Regions from separate parts of the Mus musculus genome. Here region 2 is linked to region 1. A link is a contact called in public promoter capture Hi-C data. All regions are on one chromosome and are shown on one strand. The core of a region is the stretch at or near the end of the contact, and the rest is flanking DNA. Distances in the headings are between cores, read along the strand shown.

Evidence for each region. Promoter capture Hi-C pulls out the DNA fragments that hold promoters and counts their contacts.
Region 2: a promoter capture Hi-C map of the 3T3-L1 cell line shows a contact between it and region 1, with 2.3 times the contacts expected there. The contact joins two enhancer-like sites. A contact is called at or near these places in 9 of 39 promoter capture datasets (the 3T3-L1 cell line, 3T3-L1-derived adipocytes, the C10 cell line and 4 more), 1 of 115 datasets of contacts at active chromatin or transcription factors (embryonic fibroblasts) and 2 of 9 other capture datasets (adipose tissue and liver).

Annotation. Positions count from the first base shown.
Region 1 is chr6:92,824,415-92,830,208 of GRCm38.p6, forward strand. The region is part of intron 28 of Adamts9 (a disintegrin-like and metallopeptidase (reprolysin type) with thrombospondin type 1 motif, 9); the gene reads right to left. It overlaps A730049H05Rik (RIKEN cDNA A730049H05 gene), which reads left to right. Exons shown (of 5, transcript NR_169152.1): 2 at 3,503-3,689. Among named protein-coding and RNA genes, the nearest start is that of A730049H05Rik, 11 kb to the left of the region's middle. Within about 2 kb of position 3,222, at least 38 of the 459 cell types and tissues checked have an H3K27ac peak or open chromatin away from gene starts, as enhancers often do. A contact at or near this core is called in adipose tissue, where this site is marked.
Region 2 is chr6:93,254,958-93,260,751 of GRCm38.p6, forward strand. No RefSeq gene overlaps it. Among named protein-coding and RNA genes, the nearest start is that of Gm46968, 57 kb to the right of the region's middle. Within about 2 kb of position 2,419, at least 57 of the 459 cell types and tissues checked have an H3K27ac peak or open chromatin away from gene starts, as enhancers often do. A contact at or near this core is called in adipose tissue, where this site is marked.

The DNA of each region.
Region 1 (5,794 bases), core at 1,972-4,471:
TCCCAATATAATTGTCTTGCTTTCTAGAGGGGGAGTAAATTTAAGAATGGAGAATAAAAGGCAAAGTCTTAATGAAAATAGATTTCACATTACATTTCTCTTGATTTCATGTTTCTTATCTCCACCCCGTCCAATAGCTTTTGTTATTTTTTGGCTTAAATTACCAAAGTGCCCTTTGATGCCTAATAGACAAACAACTCCATGTAAAACAAGGAGTCTAATACTAGTGGTATCATTATTACCAGACATCCTCAAAGTTATGCCATTCATAAATGTGCCAAAAATGCTTTTCTGTTAAAAAGCAAACCATTATAAAATTTTCAACCAGAGCTGGTAGAGAATTTAAAATATGTATGTTAGTGCATTTGGCTTTAACTTTTTACTTTAAGATGTGAAATATTCATGAATATATGATTTGGAGTAGCCATTATGAAACTCTTAATATTTTATAATTTGGAAGGGGGAAGCCTAGTTGGAATGCCTGTATCTAAACAAAAAGGGCAACAATTAACCTACAATGTCTGGGTACATGTAGAGTACTTAGTATAATTTTCAAAGGCTTTTTCCAATAAAGTTCTTAGAATTCCAGTCTCTGAGAACAGCTAATGACTTGCACAAAGATAATCTCTATTTTAAGTGATAAATTAATCATTTTAAAAATGTTACTTCAATGAGAAACTATGAAGTCATAATAACAATTTGGGATAAGTTCATTTGCTTAATGAACCGAGCATCTATTGTGTACATGCCATGTGATAGGAATTATATGACACACGGGAGACACAGTGATAACAAAATTGACATAGTCCTTGACCTCAGGGGGCATAGAGACCAGTTATGGGAATTAATATTGCTCAAGTGATGACAAAAGTAAATATTGCATATGAGTATTCACTGAGTTGAATTCTAAGAAACAAATAGCTGGAGTGATTCAAAGAGGGCTCCCTGAAGTCTTCCACTCAGCCACACCAGGCAAGCTTGAAGGTCATAAAAATGAGACTGAATTATATTTGGCACATTATGGGAAATCTTAGAGGAGACTTAATTTGGGACAAGGAATCGTCTAATTTTTGTTTTGAAAATTCTACTTTGACTATGGAGCCAAGTACCAGATATGAATACAGGGTCACTGGAAATGAAATAAACCACAAAGAAACCCACCATACTTGTGTTGGCAAGAGCTACTGTGGTGGCAGTGGCTTGGATGAATACATAGAACAGAGGTTTTTTTTTTTTTTTTTTTTTTTTTTTTTTTTGTTTTGTTTTTCGAGACAGGGTTTCTCTGTATAGCCCTGGCTGTCCTGGAACTCACTCTGTAGACCAGGCTGGCCTCGAACTCAGAGATTCGCCTGCCTCTGCCTCCTGAGTGCTGGGATTAAAGGCGTGCGCCACCATGCCCGGCTAGAACAGAGGCTCTTAACATGTAGGTTGTGATCCTTTTGTGGGTCGACTGACCCTTTCACATATATCATACATTTACATTATGATTCACAGCAGTAGCAAAATTATAGTTTTGAAGTAGCAACCAAAATGATTTTATGGTTGGGGTCATCACAACATGAGGAACTGTATGAAAGGGTCACAGCATTAGGAAGGTTGTGAACCACTGGGATAGAAGGTTTGGGTGGAGAAAGTTGGTAGGTTAAGATTGTACCTTTTTGAAAAAAAATAAAAATGATAGTACCTTATGGGTTAGCTGTAGCATGAAGGGAAGAGGGCAAAAGATGACAATCAGATTTCTGGTTTGGGCAGCTGAACAGATGGTGATAATATTCGTTTCCATTTTAAAGATGGTACCCACTGGCAGGAAAAATACCACTGGGAGTCAAGGGTGTTTTTATTTGTAGGAAATAAGTCTGACAGAAAGCATATTAATAGTAGGTGGTAACATTTGCTTGGCTAGAGTTTAAAAACAATCTAGTTTTTTAATGCTCATCAAATAAACATGGGTGAAATTAGTGCAAATACATCCTTAGGAATAGTCAGTTCAGTGTGCAAACTGTAAACAAGCTATACCTCAATGTGAAGCGGGCAAAGAGACTTCATGAGAGTTAATAATCTGCCAGGGTCATCAGAAGACAGGGTCTAAACGTTGGTAATGATCTATAGAGTCAGAATTAGAAAAGCTTCAACGTTCTCACATTCACTATGTGCCAGACACTGCCCTAAGAGGTTATCATCCTTAAAGCTTGTATAGTTCAGCTATCCCAACCTCCCAATACACTTTGATAATAGAGATAGGTGCTGTTACTGGAGATAAGTCGTGCTATCTGTAAAACAGTGCAACCACAAAGCCTTGAGTTGTGTTTCACACACGCTGCTCCAATACAAGTAAGATATACTTCTACTGGGAACAATGACAGTGCAGTGAAAAAACAAAAGTAATCAAGAATTTTGCTGTCAATGACTCATGCGAGGTTTGGCACTAACGTCATTGCCAATGAGCCAGTGATGAACAAACTAAGTTCTAAATACTATGCCTTCAATATATAGATTAGCTGCCCCCCTTCATCTCCATGCGCATTTACTTTGGATGGGATTTGAATAGAAGTGGTGAAAGAAAAAAAAGTGCTACTTTAGCATGATTCACCACACATGTTAGTTGTCTGGGATTATTAAGATCTCAAAGTGATTTGGAAATCCTCACGAAATCTCATCTGACAGCAAAACACTCTTCATTCAATGTTTTCTAAATTACCATTGAAGAAAATCAGCTGTTGGTAAAAATACTCAAATCTACCAGGCTCACTAATGGGTCTAGTGTGACTTTGTAAAGGAGCTGTCACTGTGATAATCAAATAAACACAGGTTCCAGCTCTTACATTCCGAGGAAAAATTCTGTCTGATCATTTCACCTTTTCCAGGGCAAAAAATGACATTTACATCAACCTGCGTCACCAACACACGGTATTTATACTTAGTATGTCATCTTAGTATGTCATCTAGTACTTGTTATTTATTGGCTACGTATCTCAAAGTTCTTGCTCCTGGGAACATTTAATTCCTTACATTTGCAGCCGAAATAGCCTCCTAGTTTGCCAGGAATGCTGACTTTTTTTTTTCTCTTGGGAAATGACTCAACATAGCTAGGAGACTGATTCTTCCTTGCCCCAACCCCCACCCCAAATTTAAGCAAGCCTCCAAACAGCATTATCATTGCTTGATACTTAGAAACACCAAGGTCAGCCAGTCGGAATGCCTGAGATTTCAAGCTTTTGTTTCTGTGAGGCCATTCAAAGGGCATGCTAGAAGCTGGGCTGTGGTTAGAAGTGCTGACGCTTTGCACTCACTAACGTCTAAAAATGTGAAATTCCTGCATTTCAACTCAGCTGGTGGGAAGGAAACTCAAGATGAAGGCAGTGTGCTCTTAGTTTCTCCCCAAAGGCTTAAGCTCTCTGGAGAAGTAGCTCTAGACGTGAGGATGGATGTGGTCTGGTGGCCCTGGTCTTGAAGGATCCTGGCATTTGTCTTTTCACTTATGCTAAGGGTCATGTTTCCTTAGCCATCAAGAAGTCTGCAAACAACCCTGGTGTATATGTCTGATGGAGAAGGACTCAATAGCGAAGGGAATGAGTTCTCTGGGCTGTGGCACTGCTGAGGATATGGACATCTCTATGATGACGAAGTTCTGTATGGGCTTAGCAAGTGCATCACAAAGAACTCGGAAGGAAGAAGAGGGGAATACGGAGGTAAGAAGAGGAGGGGGGCAGGTGTGCTCATGGAATATGGCTAGTAGGAAGCATCTTGGTGGGACTTGAAGCTTCTAGCTCTGGAAGAATGTAGGCCAGGACTGGTCGAACTGTACCAGATGTCTGAAAGATGTGCGTTGGTGGGTGGTCTAAGATGACAGCCCTTGTCTAGTGTCTGCCTAGATGATGTGTAGTCTCGACAGATGAGGTTGTGTCTATGTGAAATGTGTAGTGAGGGATCCTGATCAACTAGCATACACGTCTAAGCCCAGGATTGATTACTTGCAGGTAGAAAATAACAAGGATTGAAAGTCCAAGAGAATGTCATGTACTGGGGCCTATTAGCAAAAAAGAGAGATTCTTCTAAATGACTCTGGCAGTCAGATGGCTAACATCATACTGAGGTAGATGGATGGAGCTCTATTTAGACACTGTATTTATTACTTCTCAAAGTCTTTCTCTTCTGATTCTACAGAATTTGCAAATGATACCTAAATCATTAATTTCAAGCAAGAAGCTTTTCTGGATTCTTCTTTCATTTTGCCTTTAACAAAATAAAGTTAAATGTCACCCGTAAAGTATGCCATCAGAGAGGATGCAAGGCCATTTGCAAGGCTCAGGCCTGTCTTTGCCAATACAGAGAGACATGAAATGAACAGGGCAAAAGTGTCACAACACTGGGGAAGGCAAAAGGCCCATGAAAAACAATGTAAAGACAAGGCTATAGAATTGGGGTTCCAGTTTAAAATACTGATGAATGGTAGGCCTAGAGAACTATGTGGATGATGGAAAAAGACAGTAGATGTAGCTCCAGTTAGCATATATTTATTTATTTCTCTGTACACTATAGCTAGTCAAAACATATTTATGAAACAAACACACATAAGCTACAGCCATCATAGAATAGCATCATAAACTACATACTATATAAAGAAAGAGCCCCTCAGAATCTCTCAGTTCTAGTGCTGAACTAATCTGACATAAGTGAAGATTCAAAAGAGGTTACCCAAAGAGGAACTTTGACCATAATTACTAACCACTAGATTAGGCATCTCCACTAGATTAGGCATCTCTTAATTAATTGTTAATATGAACCAGGCACTGGACTAAAATACATTAGCATTTCTCCTTTAATCCCAAAGAAACAGTGGCTTACGTATTATTAGGGGCCCTTTACATAAAGGAAGGAGCTGAGGGCCTAAGAGTGACATTACTTACCCAGGGCCACAAAACTGCGAAGCAGTAGAGTTAGGTTTTAAGTACAACTCCATGATCAGCATGTTAATCCTTAGACTAGATAAAGAGCTGGGTAAGCTGGGTAATATTCAGTCTACCTCCCTATGAGAATACCTAGAAGCAAGGGTCACAGAGAAATGCCTTCAAGACTCTTTCAGAGTCCTCATATCATTCATCCTTCTAACAGGAAGAGTGGCTAGGCAGTGCTAATAGTTCTGATATCAATGCTTTTTTACAGCCTCTTCCACACTTTGGAAAGGGAAGGCATTGTAAAGAATAGATACAATCATATAAATAAAAGCCCACATTGCCCCTTAGCTGAAAATGTACTCTGCTTCTCTCTTTGTCATTTTTGAGGTATATTAACCCTTAGGTGCCTGCCTAATGCCCTGCAGTGAATTATCATTTCTGTTGACTGATGAATGGCTCTTGGCACAGTTATGAATGGAAGGCTGCAGGCTATAAGTTATAGGTCAATTTCTCAAATAATTGAATTGTGAGCCATCACAAAGATTATCCAGTCCACCTATTAACTTCAGGCTCAAGGCTTGAGAAGACACTAGATGACACGGTTAAGGTCACGCAGAAAGAAAGGCACACATATAGTTTTGATCACCATAAGAGGAAACCATTTGGTGCCAGTCACACTGGAGGTTCTAAGGATTCTGCATGCTGTCCAGACCCATGGCTAACCAGGCATCCACTCTTGGCTTTACCAGTTGGACATGTCATCTACAGCTAGCCTAATGGGCAGAAAAGAGTGAATTCAAGCAGATATTATGCTCTTATGACTTTGAGGGACTTCCAGTAAGAGAGAGCCCATGAAGCCAGTAAAGAGAGTCCAAGAGGCAGCTGTTCATGGAAGGTAA
Region 2 (5,794 bases), core at 1,169-3,668, 430 kb after region 1:
ATAAATATCATATTCCTTCAGTGTAGCGCATGCCTTCCATAAGCAGCTGCTGGAAGATCCCTTTACTGGCTAGCATGAGTACATCTGACAACCCCATCTCCACGGTGGCTCCACCTTCCCTTGACTTCAGAAGTCCTGGCACTTCTTTACATGCATGTTGCCAGAGTATGCCAGAGTATGTGTATGCAATCACAATGAATGCCTGCCTGCATCTTACATCCAGCACAGACCTGCTGGGAACGACGTGGGATGGAGGAGAAACACAGCACTGCTACTGTCCTTGGCAACACACATCTTACTCCAGTTCTTTTCCCTTTTGCAGCTGAATTTTACTATGAAACACCATCGTGGGAAGTTTGAATAGGACTTAGAAAACAGAACTTCAAAATACTAAGCAAGGTGTGACGATCCACAAGTGTACATCTCGCTTGTCAGGAGGCAGAGGCAGGAGGAATAAAAGTCAGAGCCTAGGCTGGGGAAAGCAGGAAATAATATTGTTTGGTTACTAATCCCTGGTAGATTAGGAGCTAGAGAAGTGGCTCAGTTAGTTCTTATTTAATAAACATGAGGATCTGACCTCAGATCCCCACATACCACATGAAAAAGCATGGTAGGTGGCACACACTTGTAATGTCAGTGCCAGGGACGCAGAGGCAGAGGCAGAGGCAGAGGCAGAGGCAGGTGGATCTCTGTGAGTTCAAGGCCAGGCTGGTCTACAGAGTGAATCCAGGACTGCCAAGGCTTTAACAGAGAAACTCTGTCTTAAAAAAAAAAGCTTTCATTTTATTTATTACTATTTTTAATTGGACATCAGATCACATGGCACTGAAGTTACAGTTTTCTGAGCTGCCTGGGTGCTGGGACTTGAACTTGAGTCTCTTACAAGGGCAGAAAATGATCTTAATTTCTTAGTCATCTATTCAGCCTCCAAAGTTGTTTCTTTACAGCCAGCCCTCCAGGAGGGCTAATTCACTGTATGAAATAAACATGTACATTGTATTGAAGTGTCCCTGGTTTGTCTCCTAGACCTTTTCAAAATCGTCAGATCCTCAGGTAAATTTGGATAAATGGAGTTCTTCCTTTTGCCGCCCCATGAGCATGAATATTCTAAGGTATTTTATGTTTTAAATATTGCATACCATGTCAACCCTCACCAAATAAAGTAAATTGTCCCACATTAGGACAATGAGTCTCATTTGAAAATGCCTAAGTAATTAGTTCTCTAAATGCACTTTACAGATTGGCCATGGGTAGATCATTTTGGGAACTCTGGCTAAGATAAGCTGTACGCCCATTCTATTGCTGATGATGCTATGTAGATGACACACAGAGGCAGGCATCTCCATGTTTCCTAGGAAACCCCAGAAGCAGCACTGCCCGGCAGCCCACCGGCAAGCATCATCCTTCTTTCTCCAACTGTGAAGGGACTGCAGGAGTTTTCTGACAGACTTTCATGGGGACTAAGGGGACAAAAGGAAGCCCATGTGTTGAGAAGAAAATCTCCAGGAACATTCGCTCACATGGAGAAAGTCAGCAGCCAGAACACAGACCTCTCAGGGTTTCAAATCTCCAGACAGATAGCTGCCAGAGGCGTATCATCAGTGAGCAAGAGGCAGATCTCTTGAGGACAGATCACTGTGGAGTGGGAGGGAATTTTACCCTAGGAAAACAAGCCATAGAGAGGCAATGGGAAATTCTGACTCCCAGGGAAGAGGGAAGAGGAAACTTCCTGTTGCCCTTCCCAGTGACTATGCTGTCCTCTCTGGGTGTTATATTTTCTCTTTACTGTGTCAGAACACCCAACTCAAGCAACTTAAAGAGGAAGGAATTTATTTTGTCTCATGACCTCAGTGGGCTTAACTATTCAAGCAGTAAGGGGCAGTGGGGAGACTTGTAGCTTGGTTTATTTCTATCTTGGCAAATCAGGAAACAAAGATGGGACTGAAAGCAAGAAATGACCTCTAACTTTCAAAACTCGACCTTACTTGCCCATATTTGCCTCATACGCCCTAGGCTGTAGCATTTCGACAACTACCCAGGACAATGGCACCTGCTGGGAACAGGTCAAACGCTCGAGCCTGCAAGGTGTACTTCACCTTCAAATCATAACACATCCCAAGCTCAGCATCTCGGATGGTGGGAAGTGGGATGTGGCTTCCAGCTCACAAGGTTCTCACAGTTCTTTGACTGATGGAAAAGTACAAGGAATAATCCAGGCTGAGCCAGAGATTTTGATGAAATTGATTAATAAATGACTCCTTTCCTGTATGGAGGCTAAACTAGTAGGATATGCCAAGGTCTGCTGGGGACATTTCAAAGATGAGTCAACCCAAGAGAGTAAGACTAACACACTGTGCAGGAAGCAAGAAGGAAAGCAGAGGGGGCATAACCAGGTCATTGTTTGAGAATCTGCAAGCAGCCAGCATGCCATGAATCCTCAGGACTTTTCAGTTACAAATCTGGTAAATTCCCTTCTGTGTAAGCTGGTTTGAATCAGTTTCTATCACTTACAACTAAAAACCAAACCAAAACTCAACTCTGACTCATAACTGAGGAACGGAGGAAGTCATGCCAACGTATAGTATGCACTACTTTTGCCTGAGCACACCAAGACTCTTTAATGTGATATCTGTGTTGGTCTAAGCTCCTCATGCTTCCTCAAGGACTTCCCCACAAGCTCAACGTATCTGGTTAGACAAACAGAACTTTACTCCTGGTAGTAATGATCACACAAACTTGTCTACCCTAGAGAACTCTTGAAGCATGCCTTTCAAAGTCACATTCTTCCGTTTAGTAATCAGGCTAAAAATAACCTGCCTACAACGTCTGGCTGATGATTGAACACATTGCCCCAGAAACCCTTGTACCAATTATCTGCAGCACAGTCTAAGCTGGACTGCCAATATTTGGACCTTGCAGAAAGACACCCGTGGAGAATTCAGCTTACACTTCCTACTCTTTGCCACCCATTGATTGTCTCTATATGTAACCCATCCAGCAACTCTATTCCTTAGTATCTCAATAAACTTATGGTCTTACAGTGGTGACATCATATACCTTATAGAAAAGTTTAACTGGAAGCTGTGCAAAACCAAGTTTGTCCACTCTTTTCCTTTTACATAAACCCAGGACACAAGAGGTTCCAAGCTAATCCACTTGCAACTCTTAAAAGGGACTCCCAGTGTGGGCTGTACTCACAGACAATCGTTTGTCTCGAGTTTGCCATCCACAGGGCTTCTACGTCTCCTGGCATCTCATGTTTTGGTGTCTCAAATTCATTCATGAGAAAACTGAAACTCAAAGCTATTAAGCAAAATTATTAAGATTTTTGCCTGAATAAATGGGGAGTCAGTGCCAGATTCCAATTCATTTCCTCTACTATCCACAGGCCACCGTTGTTAATGCCTACTGTATTTCTACTCTTTGTGTGTGGGCGTGTATGCACATATGTTTGTGTGCATGTGTACATGTATGTACATATGTATGGAGAGGCCAGAGGACAAGATCAGATGTCAACTTTTTTCAGCCATCCACCTTTCTCACCAGCCTGGAATTTGTAAAGTTGAGTGGACTGATTAGCTAGCAAGCCCAGGGTCCATCTGTTTCCAACTTCCCGGTACTGGGATTACAAGCACACACTACCAGACTGAGCTTGAGTTACGAGTACCCTAAGGATCAAATGTAGATCCTTATGCTTGCAAGACAAGCCCTTCACCAAACTGAGCCATTCCCCAGCCCTTCTTAGGCTCCCAGAGAGTTCTGATACTTCTGGGCTATCTGTGTTCCTTTCTCTAGCTTGATAGTATTAATAAGTTTATGAATAATTGTTTAAGCACAAACTCAGCATACAGATGAAACAGTCCTGTTTCCCTAATACTTGACCAGTACCAGACATTGTGCTAGGCCATGGCAGTACAGCAGAAGGCCACAGGGACAGAGTCTCTAGTCCCAAACTCAGAAGCAGGGACAAGGAAGCCTGTGGTGTCCCAGGAGAAATTAGAGTGTGGCAAGTCAAGTGAGGGGAATTTGGCACAATTGTCCGTGCACTGGAACCTTAGCTATCTCACCAGGAGAAGGAAAGTTGGGCTTATTGTCAGCGTGTTCTTCAGCTGCCCTGGAGTTTTTTTGAATTGTCTTCCCGAGTTCTTTAAAAAAAACAAAACAAAACAAAACAAAAACATTGGGAATGTTGTGTTTTGTTTTATTTTGTTTTGTTTTTTAAGATTACAATATTAAATCATTTCCCCATTCCAGTTCTTCCCTCTGACACTCTCACTCCTTTTCAAACGTATGGCCTATTTTTCATTACTTCTTAGATACACATATGTATACATATTCCTAAATGCATATGCATAGTCGGTTCAGTCTATACAATGCTACTTGTATTTATGTTTTCAGGACTGACCATTGGAATTGGATAGTCAATTGGTATGCTTGTCCCTAGGGAATATTCTTTCTCCGATTCTCTGAATTCCTTGAGTACCTGTAGTTCTTGGCGTAGTGTTGAGGACTCCTGAGCTATCCCTCCCACCTCCACCTTCATACACGCTAACATGTTTAATAGTTGTTGTCCGTGTTTAGCTCCTGTGAGGCAGTCGTGTTAATGAGACTTGATGGTGTAGCTTCTGACATTCCTGGGAGACACGAACTCACAGCAGACTTGCTATTCTTCTGGTTCTTAACCACTCTTTCTAACCTCTCTTTCAAAATGATTCCTGAGCCTTAGGTGCAGGAATTGCTTTGTTGGTGGATCCACTGGGATTGGGCTTCATAACTTCAAATTTTTATTGATTGTTGTTTTCTGTAATGGTTTCTATCTGTTTCAAGAAGAAGCTTCCTTGATGGAGGGTGACGACTACACTGATCTGTGTTTATAAGGACAAAAATCAACTCTGTCCAAGAGACTCCCAAAACATGACAGACTTACTATTGCCCTTGCTCTTGCTTGGTCCCTAAAGGTAGAAGGTAAGTCCCTGTCTTAGTTACTTTCCTAGTGCTATGACAAAACACCATAACCAAAACACCATAAAAGAAAGCATTCAGTTTGGGGGCTCAGAGATCCAAAGCTTAGAGCCCATGGCCATCGTGGTAGGGAGGCATGGCAACAGGCAGACAGGCGTGGGGCTGGAACAGTTACTGAGAGTTTACTTATTTTCCACAAGAAGGAAGCAAAGAGGGCTAACTGAGAATGGCATGGACCTTTGCAACCTCGAAATCCATCCCCAGCCACACACCTCCTCCAATAAAGCCACACTTCCTCAAACTTCTCACACAGTTCCAGCACTGTGACCAAGAACTCAGATCCATGAGCCTACGGAGCCACATTCCACCACCTGACCCACATATGTCATGGCCACATCATAATGCAAAAATACATTTAGTCCAACTTCAAAAGTCCCAATAGTTTTTCACAGTCTCAACAGAGTGTAAAAGTTCAAAGTCTCTTCTGAGACTTCAAGACTCTTAATTGTAACCACCTGTAAAAAGCAAAAAGCAAATTACATACTTCCAACCTATAATGACACAAACTATACGTTACCATTTCATAAAGGAGGAAAGAGGGAATGGTGAGGAAATACTGGTCCAAAGCAAGAGTGGAGTCCAGCAGGAAAAACTCTAAATCCTGTAGCTCTGTGTTGGATGCTGAAGACTTGGATGTGTCTTTTCTTACAGCCTTGCTGACTGTGACACACTTCTCTCTCTTAGGCTGGTTCCACTCCGTGTCTGGAGCGATCCTCAGAGCCGCTATGGCATCTACAACATCAACACAATCTAGGCTTTACTTTGACAATCA